Linked DNA regions of Ovis aries: region 2 is linked to region 1. Evidence: chromatin contacts called from public Hi-C data. All regions are on one chromosome and are shown on one strand. The core of a region is the stretch at or near the end of the contact, and the rest is flanking DNA. Distances in the headings are between cores, read along the strand shown. Region 1 has its middle 24 kb from the start of CCN3. Region 2 has its middle 45 kb from the start of MAL2.

Region 1 (3,234 bases), core at 359-2,858:
GGCCTGCTGTCATCCTGCTCCGTTCACTTTTCTGATTTTCTCCCCTCCTTTCTGATGTTCTCACCTCCCTTTCTTCCCGTAACCACTTTGCCCCAGGCACAGGGGCATCTTTGATCTCTCCTGCTCAGAGTCTGAACACTCACTGTCTCCTCTGCTTGGGTTACTTTCACTGTTTCCATGAGCTACACCTTCACCTTCTCATTGAAGTTTTCCTTACCATCCTTTCTCCAATGGCAATTCCATTCCTTCTTGTACAGAAAGTCCCCTAAATACGAACGAGTTCCAGGAAAGTCTCTTGGACATTTTCTTTACACAGTCTATTACCGACTATAATTATAAGATCTATAGGACAGGGATTTTTAACTGCTTTGTACCTTGCTGTTATCCTGGTATTTAGAATAAGTGCTTGGAACAGTACACACACAATACATAGCTGTTGTGCATATGTTATTAACTGAATGCTGATTTTATTTCTTTTTGCAGGAACTCTTCCAAGTCTCTGGAAATTTGGGAGAATGAAGGGACATTTGCAAGTATAGCTTGAAAAGGCATATCAATTCTATTTTCCTTTGCAGAGGTGGTAAGCCATTGCCTGTAGGACATATCTCATCTGCTGCTTCTTTTTGTAAATATAATTGTATTGCCATACAGATATGCTCATTTGTTTATCTATTGTCTAATGCTGCCCTTATGCTCTAACAGCAGAGTTGTATAGTTGCAATGGAGGCTATATGGCACAAAAAGCTTAAAATATTTGCTGTTGGCTCCTTTATAGATAAAGTAAGTGTTCCAACCCTTGTTCTTCTCTGTTTCCATAATTTTAACTGAGGGTATTGCTGATCATTAAAAGAGGATCAGATTAAAAGATTAATAAACATTCTCAAGTGAAAATAAAATGAAGCAGAAGATGGCTTTCAGCAGGTCGGTTTCATTTAGACCACTGGGTGTCTCTCTTCCCTAAACTTTACAAGTAAATGTTGAATCAGACATCAGCCAACTTGGGGCTGTGACATACCAGACAAATATTGACAGTTGCTAAGGCAACTGGGATAACTTATTGCCCAAAGGATAATATAGGCGCCAATTGCGCATGCCATGTTTCTCACATAGGGGAGAGACAGACATGAATGAAAAAATGTATTTCATGATCTCTCTTCAACTGTGGCTTAAAAACAACACATAGCTGATGCTTATCTTAATTCCTCTTTCAGTTTTTCTGGATATTAACACTTTCCCAGAAAAAGTGAGGGTCCCTAAGTCAGCCAAAATATGTCACAAATGGGCAATCTCTTTGGTTATCAATTCTTTTTCCCAGTTAGTCCTGGAGTTTATCTTTCCAAGTTGTGTTCTAATGGCCAGCCATAAGGCCACATGTATTTTCTAGCTCATCCATCTTGTCACAAAAGTGGTTTCTGCAGCATCTTTTTTTCAGAGATTTCTTATTAGTCAACACTGGAATAATTAGTCTGTCGCTTTCTTTGCCTCCTACAACATAGTTGGAGAGAGGGTTTAAACTTGAGCTTTTTCTGACATTAAGCTTTTGCTATTATGCAAGGCTTCTTCGCTGTGGCACTATTGGCAACTGGGTTGGATAATTCCTTGTTGTGAGAGCTGTCATGTGCTTTGTAGGATGTTTAGAAGTATCTTTGACCTCTATCCACCAGATGCCAGTAGCAACTCCCCTGCTGTTAAAATTTTTTAAAAAAATGTCTTTAGATAAACATCCCCTGGGAAGCAAAATCATCCCAGCTAAAATATTGCGCTAGTCAATCCTAACCATGTTGCTTCTCAGATTATCCTTAAGGCATCCTCAAGTGGAGCTGAAATTTCAAAACACAAGGAAAGAATTGGTAGGAATCTTAAATCAACCAAATTTCAAAGGAGAACCTAGTTTTACACAAAGTTTAAAAATACAGAAATTAAAATATTGGTTATAATAAATCCAGAAAGATCAATCAATGAGAACTGCTTTCATTCAGTGAGATACAAGATAAAATCTCAAAAAAGATAAGATCTCCCAGATGAAACTTTTAGGTTCATTTTTTTTCTTCTGGAATATATAATCATATTGTGTGCTCAGTTGTGTCCAACTCTTCACGATCCCATGGACTGTAGCCCGCCAGGCTCCTCTGTCCATGGAATTTTCCAGGCAAGAACACTGAAGCAGGTTGCCATTTCCTCCTCCAGGGGATCTTCCTCACACACGGTTTGAACCCATGTCTCTTGCATCTCCTGCATTGGCAGGTGGATCATTTACCACTAGCAGTTCCTGGGAAGCCCTTCTGGGCTCTATAGAAGTCTTGCTATTGTGAACTTCTGGGAAGTGAGAAGCCATTCAGGATGGGCTCTGACCATGCCTTTGCTCTGCTGTCCTCAAAGCCTTTCCAATGACTGAGTTTGGCTCTCTGAGTTTGGAGCATCTGGGACTGATTAAGGCATGGCATCTAGGAAACTTGTACATTTGACGTTTGTCTTCTAGAAAACCATCAGCCTGTCCACAGCTCTTCGGAACTGCTTAGCCTTTGAGTCCCTCCTCGAAGGCTGGGTAATCCCATTTCCCACTGGACAGGAGGGGCTGGGTGAGGTCATTATGACGATTCATATGCAACATGCTGGGCTGTAGCTCCCAAAGGAGCTTGAAATATTGATTTTATGCATGTCATGCTAAAGGCTGAACAGTTGTAATCCTGCTTTGTATATTACTTCTTGAAGATTTAAAACAAGATGGCTTTGCCACCAGCATAGCTGACATATTTTAATTAATCTTTGTGAAACAGCTTGACATGTTTAAATGAGCTCATCCAAATAGAATCAGTTATCCTCCTCTGATATAGAATACATTGGAATGAAGCATGATTTATGAAGAATAGAAATCTCACCCTCATTTTTTCCTTTTTTGCTTGGGTATGTCTGTCATCTGCATGATGGGTTATGATTTATAAGGTCTATAAGAGTGTGTTGTATAGCATATTTTGCTATGCCTTGCAATACAGAGAAATAGGTAACTCCCAGTCTATGATGATGGGGTGATACATACTTAATGGAGATTGTCTTCTCCTAAGTTCTCTAATGGATACTGCTTAAGAATGTTCTAGAAAAGATTGAAAGCCGCAAAACCAATGGTATGCTTTGCTACTCCTTTGGAAAAGTTAGGCAATTAAAGACTTACGTCATTTGTGGGAAACATGACTGATGGTTCAAATGAACTCATTACAAGCTATTTCTTTTGAGTTT
Region 2 (3,234 bases), core at 524-3,023, 130 kb after region 1:
TTAAATTGCCTGAAATCAGACTATAAAAACAATGCTGTACTGAAGCAAGAGTGCTGGACTAGAAATCTGAAAATCTGTCTACTGGGACCTATTTAGAGCTAATGGTGTAATCCATTAGCATCCGTTTATTTCTCAGTAGAATGTGAATAATATCTGTCTTCTTAGAAGACTGTTGTGAATAACAAATTACACTTGTGAAAATGTCTTGTTTAAATTGATAGTTTGATTTCTGTCTGCAATTTGTATCTGTAAAACATAGTGTAATATTCAAAGCATGTAAGAAAAGATTTTCATTAACTCTGTGGTATTTGCTGAAATCATTGTTTCTTTAGGACCAAATTTGGTTCCTTTCTCAGAGGTAAGTAACACTGAGTCAACTGCAAGTAAGTTTTGAGAAGGTTTCTTATTATTATTTCTTATGACTTTTGCTGTTGGCTTTCCTGAAGGGAAAGAAGGCATATGGAAGAAAAGGACTTAATAGAGGATAGGAAATTTGAGAAATATGAATTGGGGAGTGAATGAAAAGAAGATTTGAATTTTCCTCCTTAATATTGAAAACTGAGTTGTTTGATTAAAAAGAAAATGATTTATTTGGGCTAATACCTGTGTTACCAGAATAACACAAAGACTCCATTATCCCCTGGAGGAATGTCATGGGTCAGTTCATAACAGCAACAAAAACAGCAGCAGCAGCAGCTCCTGCTCCAATTCTTGTTGTTGTTGTTCAGTCGCCAAGTCGTGTCCAACTCTCTATGACCCCATGGACTGCAGCACACCAGGCTTCCCTGTCCTTCACCATCTCCTGGAGCGTGCTCACACTTGTGTCCATTGAGTCAGTGATACCATCCAACCATCTCTCATTCTCTGAAACCCCTTTCTCCTCCTGCCCTCGGTCTTTCTAGCATCAGGGTCTTTTCCATTACCAGACTAGCCTTCAATCTCCCAGTAGAGTCAAAATATAAAACAAGTTCTACCTGGCTCTCAACTCTGTATTTCTTTCATGGAACCACCCCACCAAGCTGGTTGTGAAAATAACTGCGACTTCAATCACAGAGGGCAAAGACGGAAAGAGAGGTGACTACAAGATATAGCATTTCTTTTCTTTTTACTTTGATTATTATATGACAAGCATGATGGCCTTAAGTGTGTTGCTGTTAATAATTCAATCACCATAAGGCTGTAAGTGAAGGCTGACAGCATTGCCCATCTTTAGTAGAAGGAGCCACCAAGTTTTGCAAACGGGGAAACCCGGGACTATGTTCCCAAATTGTATTTTGATTAATAGCAAAAGATACTGAAAGGTGTTTGAAAAAATGACTTTTAATTGTAATGTAATGAATGTCTCAAGGACATGAAAGTGCTGATGTTTTTCATGTCTCCCCTCACTCCTCCTGGTGGCTCAGACAGTAAAGAAACAGCCTACAATTCAGGAGACCCCAGTTCAATCCCTGGGTCGGGAAGATTCCATGGAGGAGGGCATGGCAACCCACTCCAGTATTCTAGCCTGGGAAATTCCATGGACAGAGGAGCTTGGCAGGCTACAATCCATGGAGTCACAAGGAGTCGGACATGACTGAGCACTTAACACTCTCACCCCTTCACCCCACCAAGTGGAAACAAGCATTATGATTACATTTATTGCTATCTGTGTTTTTAATGATTAAGTTTTGGCTTAGTGACTTAAAAGAAGCCAAACTCTCAGCCCTTACTTAGGACAGAATGTTACATACAGCCTTAAACTGTGGGTTTACACATAACCCTGAGGCAAGGGACTCAAGAGCAGATCATGTTAAAATGGAAAATCTTTCTGAAGTTTCCTACTCTTGAGCAGCTACCTATCAAGCCTCTAAACTGTGCTCATACTGCCCTCTCCTGGTTGGATGGAAGAACAGCTAAAAGAAAAGTGAATGTGGGTTTCAGCATTGAATGCTCTTCGATTAATCTGAATTTAATCGAAATGGAAATTACCAAGTGGTCAAGAGAGAAAAAGAACGGGACAGAAAAAGGATTCTCACTTGTGACTTTGCAGTGTGAGTACAAACCCAAACTAAACATATTTCATGAAAAAACACCCCAACAAAATTCTTGCTTTAGGGTCATTTGATCAGTAGGGTTGTCCCACAGCTATCAACTGTGAGTGACCAGAGCTCATCTGAATTCCAGAGAGATTTGCCTCAGGTGCACTAAACTGTAGGACAGGATGTAGTGGAGGCATGCAACCCATGTTGCACTTGTTTTCATACACTTCATAGCTTGGTGCCCTTTGTTGAACCCTGATGGCAGATGAAAAGACTGATAGCAGGCTGGAGTGCAAAAACAGAGGTAGCTGGAAATCTGTGGGAAATGTCTGTGTCTTGTTGTAAAACACTCTAGCATTTCTCCAGTGTTCACCAACCAAGTACACGGCCATGATAAAACCTAAAAGTATAAATTTACCCAACTCTTTGCACTTGGTTCAGAATTGTGAAATGTGTTAGGTTTCCGTACTTCCTGCCTTCTTGGGCCATATCACTTAGGTTGGAAATGTCACACGACGTGAAACAAATCCTCACGTTCCAACGACCTTAGTTTTGACATCTGGAAAATGGTGATCATAAAGGTATGTCTAGGGGTTTGGGGAGGGTGTGATACATCTGATGTTCTTGGATCAGTGACTGTGGGTGCTCATTTGCTAAGTCGTATCTGACTCTTTTGTGACCCCATGGACTATAGCTTGCCAGGCTCCTCTGTCTATGGAATTTGCCAGGCAAGAATATTGGAACAGGAGCATTTTCTACTCCAGGGGATCTTCCTGACCCAGGGATTGAACCTGCGTCTCTTGTGTCTCCTGTTTTGGCAGGCAGATTCTTTACCACTGCACCACCTGGGAAGCCTGGATCAGTGACTAGCATCTAGTAAATGTTCAATAAATGTTAGCGGTCCGACCCATTTCGACTCCACGGAGCACGCCAGGCCTCCCTGTCCATCCTGGAGTTTACTCAAACTCATGTCCATTGAATCAGTGATGCCATCCAACCATCTCATTCTCTGTTGTCCCCTTCTCCTCCCGCCTTCAATGATGCTGATCTTTCCCAGCATCAGGGTCTTTTCTAAGGAGTCAGTTCTTCACATAAGGTGGCCAAAGTATTGGAGTTTCAGCTTCAACAAATTCCTTCCAATGAGTATTCAGGACTGATTTCCTTTAGGATGGACTGGTTGGATCTCCTTGCTGTCCAAGGGACTCTCAAGAGTCTT

Evidence for each region. Hi-C and Micro-C count contacts between places; a contact is called where the count stands out from the background.
Region 2: a Hi-C map of tail adipose tissue shows a contact between it and region 1, with 6 times the contacts expected there. The contact joins two enhancer-like sites. A contact is called at or near these places in 8 of 16 Hi-C or Micro-C datasets (hypothalamus, mesenteric adipose tissue, muscle and 4 more).

What each region holds. Positions count from the first base shown.
Region 1 is chr9:57,906,738-57,909,971 of ARS-UI_Ramb_v3.0, forward strand. No RefSeq gene overlaps it. Among named protein-coding and RNA genes, the nearest start is that of CCN3, 24 kb to the right of the region's middle. Within about 2 kb of position 1,609, at least 3 of the 54 cell types and tissues checked have an H3K27ac peak or open chromatin away from gene starts, as enhancers often do. A contact at or near this core is called in tail adipose tissue, where this site is marked.
Region 2 is chr9:58,041,553-58,044,786 of ARS-UI_Ramb_v3.0, forward strand. No RefSeq gene overlaps it. Among named protein-coding and RNA genes, the nearest start is that of MAL2, 45 kb to the right of the region's middle. Within about 2 kb of position 1,774, at least 2 of the 54 cell types and tissues checked have an H3K27ac peak or open chromatin away from gene starts, as enhancers often do. A contact at or near this core is called in tail adipose tissue, where this site is marked.